Regions from separate parts of the Mus musculus genome. Here all the other regions are linked to region 2. Evidence: chromatin contacts called from public ChIA-PET and promoter capture Hi-C data. All regions are on one chromosome and are shown on one strand. Each heading gives the region's core, a stretch centred on a gene start, on an enhancer-like site or on the middle of the called end of the contact. The rest is flanking DNA. Distances are from core to core; before and after follow the strand shown. Region 1 overlaps Smyd4 (SET and MYND domain containing 4). Region 2 holds the start of Inpp5k (inositol polyphosphate 5-phosphatase K). Region 3 holds the start of Prpf8 (pre-mRNA processing factor 8).

The links. Promoter capture Hi-C pulls out the DNA fragments that hold promoters and counts their contacts. ChIA-PET counts read pairs in DNA pulled down with a chosen protein or histone mark.
Region 1: a promoter capture Hi-C map of liver shows a contact between it and region 2, with 2.3 times the contacts expected there. The contact joins the enhancer-like site here to the promoter of Inpp5k in region 2. A contact is called at or near these places in 5 of 39 promoter capture datasets (the HPC-7 cell line, hippocampal neurons, liver and 1 more), 1 of 15 datasets of contacts at CTCF or cohesin (large pre-B cells), 4 of 484 Hi-C or Micro-C datasets (the HL-1 cell line, large pre-B cells and muscle stem cells), 5 of 115 datasets of contacts at active chromatin or transcription factors (the 230-238 cell line, bone marrow-derived macrophages, embryonic limb bud and 2 more) and 3 of 9 other capture datasets (adipose tissue, liver and pancreatic islet).
Region 3: a contact with region 2 is called in an RNA polymerase II ChIA-PET map of effector CD8 T cells, with 52 read pairs. The contact joins the promoter of Prpf8 here to the promoter of Inpp5k in region 2. A contact is called at or near these places in 7 of 39 promoter capture datasets (the 3T3-L1 cell line, the C10 cell line, the HPC-7 cell line and 4 more), 6 of 115 datasets of contacts at active chromatin or transcription factors (the SCID.adh cell line, bone marrow-derived macrophages, effector CD8 T cells and 2 more) and 3 of 9 other capture datasets (adipose tissue, liver and pancreatic islet).

The regions. Positions count from the first base shown.
Region 1 is chr11:75,399,391-75,403,862 of GRCm38.p6, forward strand. Smyd4 (SET and MYND domain containing 4) reads left to right here. Exons shown (of 11, transcript NM_001102611.1): 6 at 211-393; 7 at 892-1,055; 8 at 2,728-2,860; 9 at 3,719-3,835; 10 at 4,027-4,150. Among named protein-coding and RNA genes, the nearest start is that of Serpinf1, 21 kb to the right of the region's middle. Within about 2 kb of position 2,996, at least 141 of the 459 cell types and tissues checked have an H3K27ac peak or open chromatin away from gene starts, as enhancers often do. A contact at or near this core is called in the HL-1 cell line, adipose tissue, embryonic limb bud and 5 more, where this site is marked.
Region 2 is chr11:75,628,172-75,632,952 of GRCm38.p6, forward strand. Inpp5k (inositol polyphosphate 5-phosphatase K) reads left to right here and starts at 2,849. Exons shown (of 12, transcript NM_008916.2): 1 at 2,849-3,026. The coding sequence starts at 2,929. Pitpna (phosphatidylinositol transfer protein, alpha) reads left to right here. Exons shown (of 12, transcript NM_008850.2): 12 at 1-633.
Region 3 is chr11:75,484,343-75,488,909 of GRCm38.p6, forward strand. Prpf8 (pre-mRNA processing factor 8) reads left to right here and starts at 2,435. Exons shown (of 42, transcript NM_138659.2): 1 at 2,435-2,849; 2 at 3,283-3,451. The coding sequence starts at 2,750.

The sequences.
Region 1 (4,472 bases), core at 1,746-4,245, 230 kb before region 2:
TTAGGCTTCGGTGTGTGCTCATTCACTTTGCTTCCTGGGGACCAGAGTTTGCGATGAGTCATGTTCCATCTGATTTCTGTCGGATCCGGCTGCAGAGCCATGACTCAGATGGGCTTCAGGCCCAGCTGCTCAGTTCATCTTCTGGGGAATAGATGACAAGGACGGGACAAATGTCCTGACGCACATTTCCTTCTGTTCTTGCACTTCCAGGGTCTAACGAGAGCATCATTACCAACAGCAGGCAGATACGCCTTGCCACAGGCATCTTCCCTGTTGTCAGCCTCCTGAACCACTCCTGCAGGCCCAACACCAGTGTGTCCTTCACTGGCACTGTCGCCACCGTCCGGGCAGCACAGAGGATCGCAAAAGGACAGGAGATTCTGCACTGCTATGGTGAGCCAGCCTTTCTTTCCACTACCCTGCTGTGCCTCACACCTCACATGAAAAGGATAAGGGGACAGGAATCAGCAGATATGGGCCCAGTGCCTCTACTCATCCTCTGAGTCTTTCCTGGAAAGGGCAATGCATCCTTGGGCCAATAAAAAAGGTCTTCTGGCTGTAATAAAAAAGCCCGTTGAGGGCAGTGAGCCATATCCCTCCATGCCTTGTAGACAGCCTATCCTGAAAATGAGCGAGGAGCACTTTCTTGGCTTCTTTCTTCCTGCCCCAGCAGCTTGGAAACGTATCCACTTTCACCCGTGTTTTGTTGTTTTTTCTGAGATGATAGGGCAGAGTACCCAACCTCATATAGGCTAGGCTAGTGTCTATCACTGAGCCAGGACCCCAACCCAGCACCACCATGCCAGTCACGTGATGACTAGGCCAGCCCCTCGGTAGAGTAGGCATTGACTCTCTTGGTGTGACTAGGAACTGTGGGTAATCTCTCTCCAGGGCCTCACGAGAGCCGGATGGGCGTTGCTGAGAGGCAGCAGAGGCTGAGTTCTCAGTACTTCTTTGACTGCCGCTGTGGGGCCTGTCACGCTGAGACACTGAGAGCAGCTGCAGCTCCCAGATGGGAAGCCTTCTGTTGTAAGACTTGCAGAGCGCTCATGCAGGTAAATCTCTGCTGTTCCCAGGGGCAGGGCTCCAGCTAAAGGTTGTCAGTCGCCAGGAGAACCATTCCTGCTTCCCTTCTTGTAACTCCTCCCTACATGTCGCCCGGTCCTGCAGAAAACACAGGTTGTATTTCCTAATATTTTCCCTATAAGTGACACAAAATCTTAAATTACACAAAGGGACCAAAAAAAAAAAAAAAAAAAAAGCCCTAGAAATTTACTTGCTCAAATAAGTCATCAAAAGTTGTGCATCAGGCCTAGCACTTGGGTACTGGTAACCCTAGCACTCAGGAGGCTGAGGAAGAAGGATCTCAAGTCGGAGGCCAGTCTCAAGTGACACCCCATCTAAGAGATCACCATTCCAAGGAGCTATTTCAGAGATGGTTTAATCTGGGGACCCAGATTGTGGATTTTCTGTCTGTTCAATTCCATCTCTCTGTGCTGGCCTCATCAGACACACTCTGTAGTAACTGTGGGAAAATCCGACCCACATAGTTTTCCCTCAGCCTTTGACCCAGAGGGAAGAGCCACAGTGGAGAGCATGAGAGCAGACCCTTGGGTGCTACTGCCAGGTAATGGTGTAGACACTGGAGTCTTCAACATTCATGCCCCAATGCAAAATGGTCTCCACACCAGAGCATGGCATTCTCATTAGAAATAAGTAAATGGAATTGGCTGTGTTGAAAATTGTAAAGCCAAGGGTCAAGAATGAAGCCTTCCCCAGCATGTTTTGTTTTGTTTTGTGTTTTAGGCAGCGTCTCTCTGTGTAGCCTTGGCTCCTGCCCTCTGCTACCTCTCCCAGGTGTGCCACCATGCTGGGCCTAAGCGCCCTGTGCATTAGTGCTCCCTCGATCCTGCTCACTCTTGAGACAGTCTTCCTTCTACTCTGTATCCCCAGATAACCTAGAGTTCACTTCAGAGCCCAGGCTGGCCTCAAACTTGAGATCCTCGTGTCCCAGCTTCTCAAATGCAGTGATATTTACAGGCCTATACCTGGCTTTCCCTGATAGATTCCTAGTAAGATGATTATCCTTTGAGCCATATCTCTCTTCTGCTTCTTCCTCTCTTCCTGCAGGGTTGATCTAGAATTTATTCTAAAGCTGACTGGCCTCAGAATTGCCATCCTACTGCCTTTAGTTTCCAAGTGCCACTTTACTGCAATGTGTCACCACATCCAGAGTTCTGTGTTTGTTTATTTGTCTGTTTTTGAGACAGGGTTTCTCTGTGTAGCCCTGGCTGTCCTGGAACTCACTCTGTAGACCAGGCTACCCTCAAATTCACTGAGATCTGCCTGCCTCTGCCTCCAGAGTGCTGCTGTACACTACCACCACCCATCCAGCTTTCTATATTGGTTTTCCTATGGCGTTTTAAAATAGCCATTATACGTGTGTTTATCATCTAAAGTCCTGGTCCCAAAAGGAGATGAGAGGGGCTGCTAAGGTGAAAAGGATTACAAACGCTTATCAATTCTGTTCAAAAATTAAACCTCAGAGTGGGATTAGCTGCTTCTTTCATTAGAATTGCTATCAGAATTCACTCAGGCCTTGTTTGCGTGTGTTATTGAAGAAGTCTCTTCCTCATCAGGTCAGTGACTCCTTAGCTCAAGTACATGCAATATGCAGTATTGATAACTGTTCTCGCTTAGGAATAAAAATAGAACTGACTTCCACAGGGAAATGATGTGCTGAGCTGTAGCAACGAATCTTGCACAAACTCTGTCAGCAGGGACCAGCTAGTCTCTCGCCTGCAGGACCTTCAGCAACAGGTCTGCATGGCCCAGAAGCTTCTCCGAACCGGTAAACCAGGTGAGATTGGCTCCCTCGCCCTAGGCCTCAGCCCTTCCCTTGTTTATTTTGGTATCACCTTGCCTTACTGAGCAGTCCTCAATAAATGACTGAGGACTTGAATTTAATTATCCCAGCACCAGCCACAAGATGGCTATGTAGGCCAGTGAGACCAGACTGTGACCAGCTGTTACTCTGGTGCCCTTGAAAGTCTTCCTGATGGTTTAAGCTGTGTCTGCTGCGCCAGATAGTTCTAGCAGCTCGAGCACCAGAAAGGCTGTCTGACTTCCATGGGCTTTGTGTGGCTCCAGAGGTCCAATGCCATCATCTGATTCCCAGCTTAAGGACCTAAGCTCCGAGAAGGTTGCTCTGCCCTCAGCAGCAGCAGCAAGTCCTGAGTGCTGCCTGGGCTCGTGGTGTGACTCAGGAGTAGAGCTCGGTAGCTAGCCTGAGCTGAGAGCTGAGAGAAAGAAAGGACTCCTCTCTTTTCAGAAAGGGATTTGCAGAACTCGATGTTAGACCCTGACATGGTAGGAATCTGTTTTGACTATTCTAGCCTAGATTCTGAAGTTGACCTTTAGCCTAGAGTCAAGAAAACTAATGATTACAGGAGGAATGTAGAGTTGGTTGTTAAATGTTGGTTGGAAAATGGATGTTAGAAGCCCAGGGTAAATGTGAGGAAGCCTCATCTAACACCTCTTTTACTGAAAGAGAAAACATAAGCAACCAACAGCTTCCCTGGAATGCCCGGCTGTTGACTCCGTGAGATAAAGAGGCATTTTCACTTTGACCTAACCGATAGAGACCTTGCAACGTGGTCTCTCGTGTCCAGGACTAGATCTGTATCTGTTGTGAGGCATTTTTCCTTTGAATCCATAGAGCAAGCCATTCAGCAGTTGTTGCGGTGCCGGGAGGCTGCTGAGAGCTTCTTGTCAGCAGAGCACACCGTACTGGGGGAAATTGAAGATGGCCTGGCCCAGGCCCATGCTACCTTAGGTATGCTACCTTAGGTATAGCCGGAGTTCTCCTTCCCTGCCGTGTGTTCAGTGCGGCCCTTGCCTTGTCTGTTTGGTTCTCTCTTGCCATCTGAATTGACGCTCTTCTCCCTCCCATTCTGCATTCCTTGCCCCCAGAGCCTTAGGCTAATGGTGTTTCTTTTCCGGAATGAGACATTTCTCTTCTCACAGGGAACTGGCTAAAGTCTGCTGCCCATGTACAGAAGAGTCTCCAGGTGGTTGAAACTCGCCATGGGCCATCCAGTGTTGAAATTGGCCATGAGCTCTTCAAACTGGCCCAAGTCCTATTCAATGGGTAGGCCTTTCTTTTTCCTAGTGTTTGGCCAGGGCACACAGTGCTCTGTGTTTTCCTAGGTGCTTCTGTGTATGGCTTTTTGCTACAGTGCTTTAAAGCATGTTGAAACTCTTTTATTTCCTCTTTAGGACAGATATTTGCCCTCTGCTTCACTGATAGACTTTAAGCTTTGAATTCCTTCCTGAGGATGTGGAGAAAGCCATTAGGTCTGCATGGAGCTTCCCAGGGAGGATTTGGAGGCAGCCTCACCCGCCTCTAGCATTCCTGTCTGCTTAATCACACCTCCCTTGGCTGCCTCAGTCCCTGCTCTCTCAACTCCAGG
Region 2 (4,781 bases), core at 1,599-4,098:
AGTATCCCCTTTTTTTACCCACCCCCAAAATTAACTAGCACTCAAGAGGGCTGGTGATGAAAGGCTCACCTCTGGTGAGAATCCCTGAGAGTGCGACATGCTTCTTCAGACTGGCTGCTTCCATTACATTTCCAGGGTCTGCTTTACTCCCAGCGGGAGCAGCAGTGTCTCTGCACAAGGCCTGCTGGGCTCCAGCCTTCTTGTGGAGAGACACTGGGGAGGGACAGGTCAGGGTCACTGCTGTGGGCATGTGTGTATCCTTCCACATTCTTCCTTTCAGTCCCCCCTGGACCTCTGACGTCCTTGGGTTGGTTCTTAGTGCTACTTCTTTTACAGACTACACTTTATAGAACTGATTAGATTTCCTGTTTATTTAATGTGAGTTTGTGCCTTTTTGTCTCAATCTTCCAATACAGGTATATTGGGGGGAAAAAAGCAGTCTAATAAAATCCTAGACAGAGTTTTTTGGAGTCTAGCTTATTGGTGATGTTCCTATGTCCATTTTTCAACTTAGATGTCCTTAAAGCTCCTACTGATATCTCCCCAGTTTATTTACAGGAGAGGATTATGAGAAGATACAGTGGTATTTCTGACATTTTATGTAAATAAAGTATTCCTTGTCCAAAAAAGTCACTTACAGTATGGATTCGGGCTGGGGTATGGTATAGCTCAGTGGTAGTATTTACCTAACAGGCATTAAAAAAAAGGTCAATTAAAATAGTCCCATGTCAGCCGGGCGTGGTGGCTCACGCCTTTACTCCCAGCACTCGGGAGGCAGAGGCAGGCAGATTTCTGAGTTCGAGGCCAGCTTGGTCTACAAAGTGAGTTCCAGGACAGCCAGGGCTATACAGAGAAACCCTGTCTCAAAAAAACAAAAGACAAAAAAAAAATTAGTCCCATGTCAATTCAGTTTTCTTATGCAGCAGTGCACATCTGTAAGCCATTTTTGCTTTTGTCTCTCTTTTACTCTACTAAGCAATACATTTATTTTTTATTCTTAATTTTAAGTCATGGACTTAAAATATTTTATTAGTTTCAGGAGAAAAACAACAGGGCAAGCAAACTGTAAATCTTGGCAACTGCCTGAAAGAAGTCTCCCTTTTGAGCAGTCACATGGTGACAAGGTTGGGTAGAAAGAATGAAAAAACCCAAAGCACCAGGAAGAGCATGCCTGGGCTTCAGAAATAAAGAAGAAAAAAATCATACTCTGGGGGCTGGAGAGATGGCTCGGCGGTTATGTACTGTTCTTTTAGAGGAGCCGAGTTCAATTCCTAGCACCGACATCTCAGTTTACAACTGCCTAGAACTCCAGCTCCAGAGGAACCTGATGCTTCAAGTCTCCCAGACCTGCACTCTGGTGCACATGCTGGCGTGCACGTGCACACACGCACAATAGAAATAAAAAGCTTGTTTAAAGGCATGGTGCCACGGGGTTTTAATCCCAGCCCTTGGAAGGCAGGTGGATCTTTCTGTGTTTGAGGCTAGCTTGGCCTAATGAGAATACTAGACCAGGTTTGTTAATTTCACTGCAAGTGGACGAGGTTAATGTGCACCACTGGCATGCTTAGTACCCAGAGAGGGGAAAGGGCAACTGGAATTAGAATGATTATGGGCCACCGTGTGGGTGAAGGGAATCAAACCCAACTTCAGTGGTCTGTAAGTGCTCTTAACTTGTGAGCCCTCTCCAGTACTTTCAGCTTTATTACTGTGTTTATGGCTACAACTGTGATTCTTGTCTTCCATCCAGGGGTAAAGCTCAGGTGGTTAGTTAGACTTGGTAGAAGTTGTCCCCTTCCCTTCCATTTTGAGAATGAATCACAGCACAGTTCGAATGCCCTGAAACTTTAAGGTAGCCCAAACTGGACTCAAACTTGGAGTAACCAATCTCGGTGAGTTTTGGAAATAACATCACTACACCGGGTTCCAGAACATGTATTTCAGGTAGTGGAGCTTTTGTGGGTTCTTGAGGCATCACTGGGTAGCTGGTACTACAGTGTGCTAAAACAACACTCCCATTTCCCTGGGGGAAGTCATAACTGTAAAAACAACCCCATGCACTATCCCCCCTACCCCTCAAAAATTAAGACCCAGAGATCTAAAGGAAATAATAAATCGAAGTGTCTGGCAAAGTAAACAGTCACCATGAATATACACCAAATAGCAACGGCTTGTTTTTCATTCACTGATAGCTCTCGGGGATCCTAAATTATTTTGCTTTGTATTCAGCAAAACTAGTTTCAAGTTGGGCGTGGTGGTGTAATCTCAGCTGAGGTCGGAAAATCAACTTGGTCTGTATAACAAGCCCCAGTACTTACTAGCAAGACTGTCTCAGATGGAAAAAAAAATTTTTTTAAATGACGATCACCAAGTCACTTAAATGAATGGAAGTGTTCTCTGACCCCTATGAGGGCGCCAAGGAACATGAGAAATTACTTATAGTGTGGGCGAGAGAGGCCGAACAGACTACAGTGAGGCTCCCCATCCTGTCCACTCCCGGTTTCTGAGGGTGGGCAGGCGACAGCGAAGACCGTACGCTGCGGGACGATCACGAAGCAGCCCGAGTCCTCGAGCCGCAGCAACTTCCGCCCTCAACGCTCCTCACGCCCGCGCCCTTGCGCAAAGCAGGCTGGGAATGCGGAGCCTAGGTGGCCCCGCCACCGCCCACTCCCGCGTCCGGGCCGGCGGTATGGCGTCGGGAGTGGATGACATGTAGAGCCCGCCTCTCTGAGCCTGGCTCAGCTCCGCCTCTGGGCGGTTCGCTCTGCTGTAAAGCCCCGCCTCTGTCCTCCAACCGCACCCCAAAACCCTAGACACTCTGGATCCACCTCCTACGGAAGCCGAAGCGCAGTCCGAATCCGGAAGAAAAACAATCCGGAGGGAGCAGTGCTGCTGAGACCGGAGACCAAGGGCTGCTCCGGCTCGCACTAGATGCAGCACGGAGACAGGAACACACCGGGTTACCGCGAGGGAATAATGTCGGCTGTGAGTCTAAGGAGGCCGAGCGCACCGAAAGGCTTTGCACTCAGGTGAGGACGCAGGTGTAGGCCGGTCGGTTCCTGGCGGTTAGCTGTCTTCAGCCCAGTCTGATTTGTGGGGCTGGATTTCAAAACCACAGTAGGATCAAGGCTGCCCTAGTTTAGATACCCGAATTCTGTCAGGCCAGTACTGAAAGGGCTATGTTAGGATTGATGCACGCTCTAAACTTTGGCTGCCGAGTTGGTCACTGCAGATGCTCCCCAAGCAAGTGTCCAGTTGATTCTTGGAGCAGACAGGGTTAGATTGCTAAGGACCAACATTTGCCCCTACAGTTGTAGATTAGAAGTTTTGTTCCTGTTTTTCAGCAGTACATCATGGGGTCTTCTTGATCGGGCTGTGATCTCTAGAAATCCGAAATCAGATTTAGATAAGATCCTTTAGCGAGGTAAAGCCTGGTCTCATGCCCGCTCTTAAATCACGAGGAACACTGCTAATCGTCCAATTGAGCGTAATTCGCGGTGCATGGATTTGTTACTAATCATCAAAGTTGAGGATTGGGATGCCAAATCCCGAGTTTTATTTTTTATCCACTTAGAGTGGGAATACAAGGAGCCACTGAGTAAAGAAACCGGTTACCTGCCGGACAGCAGGGGGAGACTGTAAACAGACAAAATGACAGTCTCTCAGAGGACTTGAGAGGAAGGTTTTTGTATTATTTTGTTTATATTCATAGGGAGAGGCAGGGAGCTGCTTGAAGCTAACCAGGAATTTTTTTGTTTTGTTTTGTTTACAAGTCACACTTTAAGAACAGGCTCTGGTGGAGAAGGAAATGCCCCCCTCCCCTTTTTGGGTGGCTCTGCGGGATCTTGTGCTTCAGTGCCTCGGTATTCTTGGAACTCAGGTTTCATCTGTAGAGTCTGAGCTCCTGCTTGCTCTGTCCTGGAGACAGTCTGGGCTTCTTGGAGTGTTGCTATAGCAACACCCTCACTGAAGGTCTCCCTAAGTCTTCGCTTTTCTGAACTTGTGATGGATGTGGTGGTATTTAAGAGCTGTTGATTATTTCTCCTGATACTGAGACTTGTGGAGAGCGGAGGTTGGAATGTTATGTACCAACTGGCGACTTGTCCCAAGAGAGAGTAGACTCGTGAGACAGATAATAAGAAACCTGTTACTCAGAAACTTGTCCCTAGGCTACGTGAAGGCCTTGGCAGGATTTGTTGTGTGCCAAGGATCTGCAAGGTAGGAGAGGGGAAGGGAATACGCTGTCAGCCTCTCTCTTTCTGAGTTTCTGTTCTCGTAGCTCTGAAGCACATGGCCATGCTCAGTCAACCTCCAATTCCCTCTCGGTGCTCTTGGGAACCCATAGGTTGAGGAGTAAGCATGCAGAGTTGCTGACTGGGCCACAGAGGATGAGTGAGGTTTCTGTAGCTGGAGGGGCTAATAGGTTCCTGTCTCTCAAACGCAATCATTCTTTCCTTCTGGCCAATGGCATTTGAGCTCCCTTTGGCAGCTCTGTGCCAGGTACTGCCAGCTATGGGCGACTGTAAACCTGCCTAGAAGAGCCAGTTGGAGGGAGGGAAGAGATTCCTGCTTTCCAGGCATGAAAGGGAAGGTGAAAGCTGGGTAATCCACTGCTCCTTTTCCTCTTTCCTACCACACGATGCAGAAGCAAGCTGGGCATAGTGAGATTAACAACGTTAATCTCAGAATTTAGGAGGCAGAAGAAGGCTGATCTCCGTAAGGAGTTGAGGCCAGCCAGGGCTGCATAGTGAGACACAGCCTCAAAAGCACCAAACAAACAAACA
Region 3 (4,567 bases), core at 1,185-3,684, 140 kb before region 2:
AGTTCCCAGTAACCACATGGTGGTTCACAGACATCTGTAATGGGATCTGATGCCCTCTTCTGATGTGTGTCTGGAAACAGCTACAGTGAAAGTCATTGCAAGGACTTTACAATAGTGACCATGATAACATTGAAGCTAGACTTGCTACTACTGCTGAGTGTGTCTGCTGGCTCTTTCTAAGGAGTAATGTTAGCTTTTTGTCCTAAATTTGTTTCCTTCCTTTCCTCTCTCCCTCTGCTGTTTTTTCTTACCCCTCTTTTACTTTGCTTTCCCCTCTCATCTCCTCTCTTAACAGAGTTGTCCTATGCAGCCCAAATGCCATCTTCCTGCCTCAGCCTCCCCAGTGTTGAAAAATACTCTTTCCACAGGTTATGTTAGGAGACTGGAGTCTGCTCAGTCGGGGAGGGAGCCTGGGTCAAGTTCTGAGCTCAATTCCTTTTCTTTCTTTCTTTCTCTCTTTCTTTCTTTCTTTCTCTCTTTCTTTCTTTCTTTCTTTCTTTCTTTCTTTCTTTCTTTCTTTCTTTCTTTTAAGACAGGGTTTCTTTGTATACCCTGGCTGTCCTGGAACTCACTTTGTAGCTGGCCTGGAATTCAGAAATCTGCCTGCCTCTGCCTCCCAAGTGCTGGGATTAAAGGTGTGCACCACCACTGCCCAGCCCTGGGCTCAATTCTTAACATTGTGGAGAGAAAAGTATTGTAGCTGTTCTGGCCACCTGGAATTACTTTGTTTCTGATCTTTTGCTGCAGTCAAATCCTTCTCATCCATCTTTCCTCGTCAGGCTATAATATAGACTCTCCTTGCAATACTTGGAAATGCTCTACAGTCAGCTACATCCTCAGTCCTGCTCCTATATTTTTTCCTAAGCTTCCTTCTAAGGTCTTTATTGGTTTATGATTTACACAGAACATTTTTTTTTCTTGTCTATAGCATGCGTTAGAGTGATCGTTGCCAGATAGAGGAAAGAGAAATGAGAGAAGAAGGTCGTTACCAGTGAAATTCCCCAGAGACATTTCTAAGTTTTCTAGGTTATCTCCTTTCCATCTCCCAAAGAAGCACGATTATTTGTTTTGATACAGTCTCTCTCTAGATCCTTGGCTGTGCTGTACTGGAACTTGCTATGTAGATTTGGCTGGCCTTGAAAACACAGAGATCACCTGCCTCTGCCTCTCAAGTTCTGGGATTACCATCATGGCTGGCAGGGTTTTTATTTTTATTCTTCAGTTAATTTTGTTGCTTGAAGCTCCAGGCATTAAATCTAGTACGTTACTTCTAATAATCAAGCATTAAGCTCAAAATCTGGCGCCCTGAAGTCAGATTACCATGCTATGCTTGCCAGTGCTCATCATGCTGTGTTACAAGAATCTTTAGGCGTTGGGAGAGACAGCTTAGGGGTTAAAAAGATTTACTGCTTTTGCAGGGGACCCAGGTTCCCAGCACCCAAGTGGTAGATCATACCTATCTCCATTCCAGGGGAGCTAATGTCTTCTTTTAATCTCCCTGGGTACCAGGCATGTCCGTGGTGGGCAGACATACATGAAGGCAAAACATTAATGATTCTTTGTTTTGTTTTGTTTTGTTTTGTTTTTGAGGTTTGGTAAACACTATATAGCCGAGGAAGAATTTGAATGTCTTTTTGAAAAAAAAATATTTTATGTATATGGGTTGTTTGGGTTGCATGTATGTATGTGCACCATGTGTGTTCTGTATCTACAGAGGGCAGAAGAGGGTTTTCAGATCCCCCTAGAATCAGAGTTTCGGACAGTCGTGAGGCACCATGTGCTGGGGATCACACCAGGTTCTCTAGAAGAACAGCTAAAGCTCTTAATCGTTTAGTCCTCTTTCCAGGACCAGACTTTGAATTTATGACTATTCTGCCTTTAACCTCCCGCCCCTCCACCCCCACCCCCCACCCCCCACCAGTGCTGAGATCCTACAGGTCTATGCATTGCCAGAAATGGAATGAACCAAGGGCCTCCTGTACAAACTGAAGTACATTCCCATCCCAGATCATCATACATTTTTGCCAGCCTTCCTTCTGCCTTGGATGGTCCAAGAGTTATTTGACTCTTTGGTACATAGTTACCACTATTAACAGTAATGTAATGAAGGAATAGAAGAACAAAGGATTCATTGAGTAGGAGTTAGTACTACATATCAGCTCTGAATTCATGAGAATAAATATAGGGGAAATGTGCAACGTACGCAAACTTATTAAAATTGTATGGCTTTGGCTTTTGAGGAACAATATCAATAGCCAATTAAATGTCAGATCTATTAGAGAGGGCTCCTAAACTGACTGGCAGAAGGCGGGGCGTGAGCCTACCCTGACCACACCCCTCGCCCTGAAATCCGCTTTTAGACCCGCCTCTCCGGCTCGGGCTGCAACGTCAATTGGAGATGTCGCTAATCCATCAGAGCATCTCGGCGTCTATTGGATGAGCTTCTGAGCCTGGTTGCGCACTTCCTGGAGTTGGGAACGCGGAGCGGACGTCGTCTTTCCGCCATTGCTCTGCGAGCCTAGCCGCTACCTGAGTGAGGGGCGACAGGTGGGTGGTGGGCGTCTGAGGCTGAGCGCAAGGTAATCGAGTGGGCCGAGCGGCCCGAGGAGCTGCGCCAGGCCCGGGTCCCGAGCGCTCAGCCCGGCTAGAGTGCAGGCCAGGGGGCTCCGGACGTGTTCCATCTGCCCCTTGTGGGCCCGGGCCTAGCTCATTAGTTTTGGCCTGCCTCTCTATCCCAGATTCTCCCGGCATGGCCGGAGTGTTTCCTTACCGAGGGCCGGGTAACCCGGTGCCCGGCCCTCTAGCCCCGCTGCCGGATTATATGTCAGAGGAGAAGCTGCAGGAGAAAGGTGAGAGGCGAACGGGAACGGCGTGCGCGGGCTCGAACGTGTAGGCGGGTTTCATTTCTTCCCTCCATAGGCAGGTCATCAGGGGTGTGCTTATTAGCAGTATTTACATTTTTAAAAATTGAGTCCAATCATTGAAAGTTTGGAAGTGCCTGTTATTTTGCAGGAGCTTATTGTGTACGTGTGTGTGTGTAAAATGCATCAATGACGATAAAACCTGTTTCCTTATAGGGTTTGCATTACTATGTAGGAATTAGACAACAACCCTCCCCAAAACATCTATAGCAAAAATATCAGGTGGTTTGGGGTAGTAAAATGGCAGGATACTTGGCAGTGAGTATTTCTCTTCACAGCATGCCGAGGGTTGCCCCAGGGCAAGAGTTAGGGATAATTAGGGTAAATGTGTGCAGCCCTTTAAGCTGAGGTGCTTTTCTAGCTCGAAAATGGCAGCAGTTGCAGGCCAAGCGATATGCAGAGAAGCGGAAATTTGGGTTTGTGGATGCTCAGAAGGAAGACATGCCACCAGAACATGTCAGGAAGATCATTCGAGACCATGGAGACATGACCAACAGGAAGTTCCGTCATGACAAAAGGGTCTATTTGGGGTGAGTAACATCCCAGGATAATATCATATGGAGTTTGACTTCTTTCCTTCCTCTGCCCCTTCATTGACAGTGCTGGATAGAGGGACTAGCATTTGGAATGTGACTTTTTAACTGAGACAGTTTCCCTGTGTGGGCATTTTTGCCCTGGATTTAGCTCTGTAGACCGGGCTGCCCTTTAACCGATAGGGATCCCCATGCCTCTGCCTCCAAAGAGCTGGGATTGAAGGCAGATGTCACCGTGTCCAGCATGGAACATGGCTCTAGGCTGTACATAGGATGACTGTAGGAGTAAGGCTAGGACCACTGGGATTCTGTGATAGTTTCCAGATCGTCTACCTATGCCATTGATTGTTTTGCTTTGCCCTGCTGGTGTTGTTGTAAAATGTCTGGTATTGTGGAACTGTTTGAAGCTCAAATTAAGACACTAGGCATTCTGGATGCCTCTTTGGTCACTATCATTCAGAGGTTTAGGATAGTTCATTCCTGGGGTCGCTCTTTTACTGTTAATTCTTCCACCTCAAGCTGCAGAGATTCTTAACATTCCATTTGGATACAAAAATTTGGCCTGTTAATTAATTGATGTGGGGGAAGCCTTGGAAGTTTTTTTGTTTTGTTTTGTTTTTGTTTTTTTTCCTTTTTAAAGATTTATTTAATTCATTTATATGAGTGTACTGTAGATGTCTTCAGACACACCAGAAGAGGGCATCAGATCCCATCACAAATGGTTGTAAGCCACCATGTGGGTGCTGGGAATTGAACTCAGGACCTTTGGAAGAGCAATCAGTGCTCTTAACTGCTGAGCCATCTTTCTAGCCCCACCTTGAGAGTTTTATTGCAAAAAATAATTTCTTAGCCAAAAAATAATTTCTTAGCCAGGCAGTGGTGGTGCACGCCTTGAATCCCAGCACTCGAGAGGCAGAAGCAGGCTGATTTCAGAGTTCAAGGCCAGCCTGGTCTACCGAGTGAGTTCCAAGACAGCCAGAGCTATATAGAGAAACTCTGTCTTGAAAAAACCATTAATAGAAATAACAATACATGATGTGAATAAAAGTACGACGGCAAAAAAAAAAAAAAAAGAAATAACAATAACAACAACTTCTTGCCGGGCAAGGTAAT